3 separate regions of the Rattus norvegicus genome follow, and all the other regions are linked to region 1. The links are chromatin contacts, called in public Hi-C maps. All regions are on one chromosome and are shown on one strand. The core of a region is the stretch at or near the end of the contact, and the rest is flanking DNA. Distances in the headings are between cores, read along the strand shown. Region 1 holds the start of Nos1ap (nitric oxide synthase 1 adaptor protein). Region 2 overlaps Nos1ap (nitric oxide synthase 1 adaptor protein). Region 3 overlaps Nos1ap (nitric oxide synthase 1 adaptor protein).

Region 1 (3,013 bases), core at 397-2,896:
GGTTTGGGGGGAGCATGATTCACCAATTCACACAGCTGCGTGAGAAGAGGGGAGCTAAGTATAAAGACAATGACCTCTGGGCATCAGACTGAGACTCCAATGATGTTTCGCAAATTGAAGGAAATTGACACCGGATAGCAGTCCTTGCACAATATGCTAACCTGCAGGTCACTGAAGAAAAGAGACTGGAGCCTTCTTGTCAAAAGTCTCGTCCTCAAAACCATCCAAACCCAATCTATACAGAGCTCCCTTAAATTTCACTTAGTAGCAAGCACACTGGGCATGCTGAGTAAGTACGTCTTTCTCTCATGAAGTTATAGGTAGGACAGGGCACCAATCACTAGTAGAAGCCTTTTCCACTGAAAAGCACCATTCTGGGGAAACTCCACTGCAGTCTCAGAAGCCAGAATTCCTTACACAGAGAGGTGCCTCACGGTCACCGGGTTGCCTGTCTTACACACACAACCACTGGTCCAGCGCGAAGGTTTCCACTCCGCCCCTCCCCCAAGGGTGGCTTTGGCCTTGGCCCTGCAAATTCCAGTCGTCTCGGCTAAATTCTTCATCAGCAACTGCTGAGATTTAACAGCGCACCACCACAAAACTAGAAAACAGATTTCACTCCACCACTACCCCAATGACTGGCACATGCTAAAGAGTCGTGCAAAAGCAGACATTTGGGAAGTAACTTTAACACCTACACCCAACTACTTGGAATGAATATATATAATATATTATATATTTATTATATATGTAATTTTTTAAACCGGTCAGGAAACAGGCATTCTCCTGAAAGCACCTCTCTTGGGAGACCAGCAGGTAAATAACACCAGTGCTTCCTTAAAGCTTTCCAAAGAGCCAGATGTCCAGGCTGCGCTACTCAGTCTTCTCCGGGAAGTAACTCAATCCAGCCTTGGCGGGCCAAGGATGGGGTGTCTGCAGGTAGAAGGGGATGAAGCAGTACACCTCAAACTTTGCAGGTGCTCTTTTTTAGCTGCTCTGGGCAAGAGCTGAGACAGGCCTAACCCACCTGCTCTGAGTCCAGGATCGCTGGCATCCCATTCACCCAGACCTGCCCCCTCGGGGTCCTGCCCTCCCGGTTGCCCCTCACCTTGGCCTCAAAAGAGATGCCGTGCTGGAAGGCGTCCTCGTTGTGCAAAGGGATCCGTAAGTCGTGCCCATCGTCCACAAGGTTGTACTTGGTTTTGCTGGGCATGGTGACCCGCGGCGGACCCGCTGCTCCAAGGGGGCGGCGGTGGCGGCGACGAGAAAGAGCTGGCGAGACCCCGTGGAGAGAACAGTGGGGCCGGGCGAGGCGGCAGCGAGGACCCGGGTCGCGAGGTGGGCAGCCTGGGTGCCAGGCAGTGGCGGGGGGGACCCGGAGCGGTGCCTCCGGAGGGCCGATCGGCAGGGGCGGCGCGGATGCGGCTGGCGCGAGCAGCTCGGTGGCCGCGCTCTGACTACGGGGAGGCGGCCAGGCGGCCGGGCAGGCGGGAGCGGGTGGCGCGGAGCCCCGGAGCCGGACGCCGAGCAAAGGGCGCACGGCCCGAAGCGGGGCTAGACTGGGAGCCGGATCCCGAGCTCGGCGCGCACGACCCGGGACAAGGAAGAAAGGCAGCAGCGGCGGCAGCGGTGGCGGCGGAGCAGGGTGCCTGTCACGGAGACGCCGGATCGGCTGCCAGCCCGCGGCTCCTCCTGCGGGGCGGGCCCGGGCCGACTCCTCCCGCGCGCCAGAGCCCCGCCCGCCGCCGCCGGGTCCGCCCCGCGCCCCGCGCCCCGCGCGCGCCCAGCAGGTGAAAGTCCCCGCAGCGCCAAGCCGGGACCGGGGAACTTCGCCCTGGCCCAGCCGCAGGACCGTGGGGATCCAGGCGCAGTCTGCTCAGCCAGTAGCAGCGAAACGGCATCGCCTTGCATGTGTGTGTTTGTTTTGTTTTGTTTGAGGAGCCGGAGAGGAGCGCTGTTTATTGGGTTTTGTTTTCCCAAGAAGACCGTAGATCTGTCCCAGATACCCTGGGTCTGGGCCGCATTAATTCGGAGATCTCCACTTCTCCTTAGAACCAAGGCTAAAGCCAAGTAAGAGGACTGTCCTCTGTGCTTTTTTGTCCCTTTGGGTGTGTAGCTTGCATTTGGGGACTCAGCAGGGTTTCTTTGGGAAGAATTTAAATATTTAAAAGTCGTCAGCCTTGGAGAACTGGAGTAGGCTGCACTAGGGGCAAGAAATTGCAAAATGTTCTTACATCCTTAATTAAACTTTTTTTTAAACTGGCTAGTGATGAGAGAGAGAGAGAGAGAGAGAGAGAGAGAGAGAGAGAGAGAGGAAGAAAGAAAGGAGAGAGGGGGAGGGGAGGGAGGGAGAGAGAGAGAAAGTTTTCAAAATTCTGTGAGGCCTTTTACAGATGGGCAAAGGAAGGCGCCAAAGGAGGATTTCGAGACCAGTGTTTCTAAACTTCATAGATAGTGTTGTGTAACAGTTTCCTTTGAGACTGAAACAGTCTGTCGAGCATCCAGCAGGAAAGGTCTTTAAGCAGGAAGGTAAACAACTCAAACTAGCTTCAGGAAGTCCCTGAAACTGGCCAGATCCAAGAGGCCCCTCCCTGCCAGAGTAAACAATAAAAGCAGAGCATCTCAGGTAACTTGAAGCTGAGCTGCAAAGCAGACTCTCGGAGGAAATAAACTGCAAAGATTCGGACCAGACCTAGAAGCAGCAGAAACCAACCAAGCTGTCAGGAAGAGGTGTAGATCAGAGTCACTTGGAAAGGACACTCTCCAACCTGTTGAGCTGCCTGCAGTGTACTCCAGGTCCCCAGCTTTTGTGAGCTGTCACCCGTGCTGCGCTGGACCTTGATGATGCAGCTGTCTTTGAGTCATTTCTGGTCCTGTAAGTAACCTCTCACCCATTTTCCTGTAAGTAACCCCAGTAAAAACTCATTGGGTTCAACCAAGTGGAACTTCGGTGGTATCCTGTACTTTGGTCTGCAGTGAGTTTCCTATCTGGGATGAATGTTTGCTGTGTCTC
Region 2 (3,019 bases), core at 115-2,614, 74 kb before region 1:
CTTTTGGAGTTATTGTCTGGGATTTGTTTTGTTTTGTTTTGTTTGCTCTGTTTTGGATTTGCTTGTGTTTTTACAAGTCCCGGCTCTTAAACCCAGGCTGGCTTGGAACTCAATACTTAGCTCAGGCTGGTAATTGGATTCAAGGCATGCCTCCTGCCTCAGACTCCCAGGTGCTAGCCTGCAGCCTGAAGCACCACATCTGGCCACTCTTTTTTAATTACTGGAATTTTATTGAGTTATCCCTAGACATATTGTATACCTCCAACATTTTTGTTAAATTCCTGACTGGAGAAAGAATAGACTAATAATTTTCTATATTAAAAAAAAGTACTCCGGGGCTGGGGATTTAGCTCAGTGGTTAGAGTGCTTACCTAGGAAGCGCAAGGCCCTGGGTTCGGTCCCCAGCTCCGAAAAAAAGAACCAAAAAAAAAAAAAAAAAAAAAAGTACTCAACTGGACTTTTTATTGCTTTTTGAGACAGGTTCACCATATAATTGAGGCTGACTTTAAAATCACCTGTTCTCCTGCCCCAGCCTCCTGAGTGTCAGGGTGTGCACCACCACACCTGCCCTGCTTATACTTTGAAGTTGTCCACTAAACCAGATTGCATTAAGGTTAATGTTTAACGTGTATTTCCTTGCTAAAGACTACTCAAATAATGCAAAAATAAGCAAACAAAAGAATTAAGCCCTCACTCTCAACTGGTTAGTACCAGTCTCTGTCTTTGCTTACCAATGGGCATAAATTCAGACAATTAGTTCTAAGGAGGGAAAGGTTGTATTAGTCATGACTTTAAACACAACCTAGGTATCTTAAGTCCACTCGTGCAGGTGATCAAATTGAACCTGAGGCCTCCTTTCCTGACAGACCTGAAATCACCTCATCTACATGTCCAAGAGTTAGCCAAGGAGCTAGCTCTGGACAGCTTGATACATACCTAAGCAAAGGTTAAATTAATGGACTAGGAACAGTCATGTTTGAAAGATAGTCCCCGTGGTTACAAGAAAAGAGAACTTTTCCCAAAATTGGGAGCTAAAGACTGGCTCCAGTCAGAAGAGTTTCACAAATGACACCAGGAACAAATGGATTTCCCCTAGTATTGACCAACAGCTTGTGTTGACACACTGAAAAATGAAGTTCCCAACAGCAGATGAGTGGGCTGGTAAACCATGGGTACACTTCAGTCTGGCCCCTTGGAGAGCCCACCCTAGTACATGGGCCTTGAACCTTGCTGAGGCAACAAAGCCCCTAGTTTTCTCTACGGTTAGCAATTCTCCCCTGTGACCTCGGCTGGAGCTGCAAGGTCAGCAATAGGTCGATGACCTGTACAGCCAGAGATGGCACGGTGCCACTCATGATTGCCCAACTTCAAAGGCCCTCCAGCCCAGCGGGAGTTTCCAGGATCCCTTTCCTATGTGTTCCCTGCTGATCTTCCCTGAACCCGTTGCACTCAAAAACACAAACCTTCTGGGGCTCAGTTCCTCCTGCAATCATGTGAAGGCCAAGGCCTCGGGACTGAACAAGGTCACTCGTTGTAGAGGAGCGAGAGCGGGAAGAGGAGGTACACCTAAGAGGAATTACTGCCAGCCCAGAATGGGAGCTGCTAAACACAGAGCCTAAACTCAAGCACCCAAAGGGGGACTTGTTCACTGGCTGTACCTCAGCCTACTTCTCCATCCTGGGGAAGGATGCGGTTAGATTGATAATACTGGAACAATTAGGAAATGGGGATGGGGGGACAGGAGAGGCAACACAGACAGAAAGGAGAGGTAGGTAGTTTCCCAGCTTCTGATAAGGCCTTCTGACAAGGGGGCAAAAGTCTACCTATAAGAAAGCCCTATTCCCAGGCCCTTCTTCACCCTACAAGGGCCAGCCTCCCTCCACCAGCCCCCACCCAAACTGGTATATGCACCCAGCACACACATACACACACTTGGTGTGTGTGCGTGGGTGTGCTGACATACCTCAACACACACACACACACTCACAGTGCACATCCACTGACTCATCGCACTCACACCGCACGCCTACGCTCCTTTCTTCCCCCACTCCCTTCCCTGTAAAGAGAAATCACAAATCTGCCTTCCTGGAAATGAGTCTGCAGAAGTTAGCCCAGCCACATCCAGGGTCAACTGGAGAGAGGAGGAGGAGGAGGACAAAGGAGGACTCAGGTCTACGTCTCCCACTAACAACATGAATCAAAATGAGAGCCAGGACGCCCGAAAAGCTGAGAGGACAGAAAACCAGCTCCTTGGGCCAAAGCAGAGGGTGCGACCGCCGAAACCACCTCCCTTTCCACCACAGCCTAGCGGGCGAGCAATCATCTCTGTACCTGACCTAACCACTGCCACCCCTACCGCTAAGGCTTCTGTCTGGAGCAAGCTGTGAAATGGTCCACAATCACTCCCACTTGCCCAATGGTCAGGTCATCCTGCTGGCTGCTCAATTTTGGTCAAGTTCACTTCATTTTTATAACAAACTGAACTAAGCCGGGAGCCTCCCATTCTAGGCAAGAAAGGTGATTCCCAGGCTGAACTTTAGTCCCCCAGCTGAGCTAACAAACTGCCAAGGTGGTAGCTGCTCTCACTTCCTACTGGAATCAGGTAAGGCCAGTTCCCTTTCTCCAGTCAAAGGCTGAAAGGTGGGGGTGGTGTTATCCACCGGAAGTGTCTTTCCCTTTATCTGCATCCTCTGCAGGATCCTGGGTTCCAAGACATCCTAGGACAATGAAAGGGGCTTATTTAATACCTAGAAATTAAAAGAACAATTTCCAAAATGGCAACTCGTTTTCTTTCCTTCAACTTCCATATCACATCCTTCCCCTTCTCGGGCTTCTGTCCTCCCAGTTTCACTCAGGCTTCATCCTTGAAGATCTTCTCCCCAAATAATTACGACTTATGAGTAACCGAGACTTGTTCATTCTCATCACTTTGGGGATGGAAACAGCTCCGCGGTTAAGAGCAATGGCTGCTTTTTCAGAGAACCCAGGTTTGAATTTCCAGCACTCATAACCATCTATA
Region 3 (2,919 bases), core at 137-2,636, 95 kb before region 1:
CCTGTGCTCTCTTCTACAGAAGACGGCCCAGTAGGTACCGTCTGTCTAGCCTCTCTTCTTTGTCACCTATCCTTCTTAGCTGGAGGACCACGGACTCCAAAACCTGCCTTGACCTCCCCTGGAGGCTCTATGTGCCACCCTCCACCCCGCACTAAACTTCCTGTGTGACTCTAACGCCTCACTCCCTTTGCCCTGCTTGATAGTTTTTAGTTTCCAGGGCTTTCCCCAAGACTAGGAACAGCTGAAGGGGAAAGCTGGTAATTTTTCTCCTTCCTGCATTTTCAGTACTTCTAAGGAATAATTAGTAGAAATGGCTACTGAATTGATCCTGTTTCTAGCCCAGCACGACAATTAAAGATGTAGATTGTGGGAGCCACACAGCCTGTATTCAGAGACTAGCTTGTTCCCCAAGAGCTGTGTTCTATGGCTTAGAAAGAATTTGGGTTCCCCTCAAAGCTCCTTAGGTTGAAAATTTAATTCCCACTGTTCAGAATTAAGAGGTGAAATGTCATCTGACTATGGTACTGGGAGGTGAGGCTAAGGTAGGGTTTGTAGGAGGTCACTGGGATTGGATGAGGTCATCAGGGTGGAGTCCCTGACTGGGCATGCGCATACACACACACTCACACATTCACATATCTATTGCCTGTATGACGCCCTGCACCACCTCAGGACTCTGCCACAGAAAGCCATATGTGGCCATTTCAACTTTGAGCTCCAAAACTTTCCTTTGTTATTTATTCAGTGTATAAGACTCTGTATAGGCGGCAACAACAAAGACTAACACACTGAAACTCAGGTCAAGTTACTCACGTTCCTTGTGCCTTGGTTTCATTACCTCTAAAATAGGACTGGTTTAAAAACAGCATAAAACTAAACACATTCTATTCCTAAGACCATAAACTCAAGTGTTTATCCAAATGAAATTAAAATGTATGCTCGCACAATAACCTTCATACAGATGTTTGCCGCAGCTTTATTTGTTAACTGCCAAACCTTGGAAGCAGCCAGCCCATTCTTCAACCGATGAATGGATAAATAAACAATGAAGCGGTAATCGCAGCTGAAGAGACGTGAGTTAGATGTGAGGCAAAAAGATGGAGGGCCCTTAAACACGCCTCAGTGTGCAAGAAGCCAGTTTGCAAGAGTGTTTTCTGTATGATTCCAGAGACTGTGGACACAGCGAAAAGATCAGTGGTTGCTGTGGGGCTGAGGGGAGAGTGAAGGAAAAGCAGGCAGAACACAGAGGGGTTTTAGGGCAGTGAAAGTCCTCTGCTCAGAATTCTGACCCTGAACGTTCACCGTCATCTATTTGCCCAACACCACGGGTAAGGGAACATCAAGTGTGAACCCGACGTGACACATGGACTCTGGGTGATAACAGTGGGTCACCGTAGGGTCATTGATTGTACCTACTGTAATGCCTGAGCACAGCATGGCAGTAGCAGGGAGACGGGGCATGGGAGCGACACAGGGAATCCCTCTGTAATTTCTATGTAATGTGGCTAAAATTGTCCTTAAAAACTGGCTTGTTCATTTTTATCAAGCAGAAAATCTTTCCATCTTTATACAATTAAAAACTCAAGTAGGTAAAAAGAGGGGGGAGGGCTCACAAACATGCCAAAATAAGTAAACAAAAGAGTAGGCAAACTCTGGATGTCAACATCTGACATGTCAGGGCGACAACCTGCCCGGAATGGAAACAGGAGAAAGCAAGCCAGCAGCAAAGATGAACTGTGGTGACTCGGCCCCCTGGTCAGGGCCTTCATGCCAACTGCTCAAATGGCAGGCTCCATACCAACCTACCTGGAAGATCTGCCATCACAGCCTGTCCCAGAGACCTGAAAGGGTCATGTGTGGGCCAGTTCCTCTCCTGAGTCACACAAGGTGAGTCACCCTTGACACAACCATCCCAGGCCTACTGGCCTTAAGACTTCACCAATGCAGGGGCGTTGGGGGGGACAGCTTTCAGGACTCAACTGTTCAACAACAGAATCCCCCTTCTCCCCTGTATCAATTCCTGGATTTAAAAAAGGAAGTTCTCTAGGCCAGCAAAATGGCTCTATTGGTACAGCTGCTGGCTGCAAAAACTACCAACACTGTTGCCTACAAGTTGTCTTCTGAGCTGATCTCCACGTACATAATGTGGAGCACCTGTGCCCACATATACCCACACACTAATAAATTATTAAATAAACTTTTTAAAAAAAATCATTGAAAGTTCTCTGACGTGACAGCATTTGCCACTTACCGATGGAGAAGAAAAGCACAGGTCAACAGATCAGTACACAGCAGGTCAATGGATCAGTGTATAGGCCAGTCAATAGATCAGTGTATAGACAGGTCAATGGATCAGTGTACAGACAGGTCAATGGATCAGTGCATAGGCAGGTCAATGGATCAGTGCATAGGCAGGTCAACAGATCAGTATATAGACAGGTCAATGGATCAGTGTATAGACAGGTCAACAGATCAGTATATAGACAGGTCAATGGATCAGTGTATAGACAGGTCAACAGATCAGTATATAGACAGGTCAATGGATCAGTGTATAGGCAGGTCAACAGATCAGTATATAGACAGGTCAATGGATCAGTGTATAGGCCAGTCAATAGATCAGTGTATAGACAGGTCAATAGATCAGTGTATAGGCAGGTCAACAGATCAGTATATAGGCAGGTCAATGGATCAGTGAATAGGCAGGTCAATGGATCAGTATGCATAGGAAGGTCAACAGCAGAATTACAATTTTCAAGATGTGCTGATAGTGCTCTGGTAGAATTAGGGGAAAGAGGACTTTAAAGGGATATTCAAATGAGAAAAATTCCTCTAGGTGTTTATCCAATTGAATCAAAAACTTGTATCCACATAAAAACCTGCCCATGAGTGTTTATATCAGCTGCTTTTAGAATCACCAAA

Evidence for each region. Hi-C and Micro-C count contacts between places; a contact is called where the count stands out from the background.
Region 2: a contact with region 1 is called in a Hi-C map of liver, with 3 times the contacts expected there. The contact joins the enhancer-like site here to the promoter of Nos1ap in region 1. A contact is called at or near these places in 4 of 12 Hi-C or Micro-C datasets (hepatocytes, kidney and liver).
Region 3: a contact with region 1 is called in a Hi-C map of liver, with 2.5 times the contacts expected there. The contact joins the enhancer-like site here to the promoter of Nos1ap in region 1. A contact is called at or near these places in 3 of 12 Hi-C or Micro-C datasets (Schwann cells, hepatocytes and liver).

Annotation. Positions count from the first base shown.
Region 1 is chr13:85,352,095-85,355,107 of GRCr8, forward strand. Nos1ap (nitric oxide synthase 1 adaptor protein) reads right to left here and starts at 1,647. Exons shown (of 10, transcript NM_138922.3): 1 at 1,109-1,647. The coding sequence starts at 1,213. LOC102550090 (a long non-coding RNA gene) reads left to right here and starts at 1,733. Exons shown (of 2, transcript XR_359103.5): 1 at 1,733-2,875.
Region 2 is chr13:85,278,752-85,281,770 of GRCr8, forward strand. The region is part of intron 1 of Nos1ap (nitric oxide synthase 1 adaptor protein); the gene reads right to left. Among named protein-coding and RNA genes, the nearest start is that of Nos1ap, 73 kb to the right of the region's middle. Within about 2 kb of position 1,365, at least 7 of the 93 cell types and tissues checked have an H3K27ac peak or open chromatin away from gene starts, as enhancers often do. A contact at or near this core is called in hepatocytes and liver, where this site is marked.
Region 3 is chr13:85,257,730-85,260,648 of GRCr8, forward strand. All of the region lies in intron 2 of Nos1ap (nitric oxide synthase 1 adaptor protein), which reads right to left. Among named protein-coding and RNA genes, the nearest start is that of Nos1ap, 95 kb to the right of the region's middle. Within about 2 kb of position 1,387, at least 2 of the 93 cell types and tissues checked have an H3K27ac peak or open chromatin away from gene starts, as enhancers often do. A contact at or near this core is called in hepatocytes and liver, where this site is marked.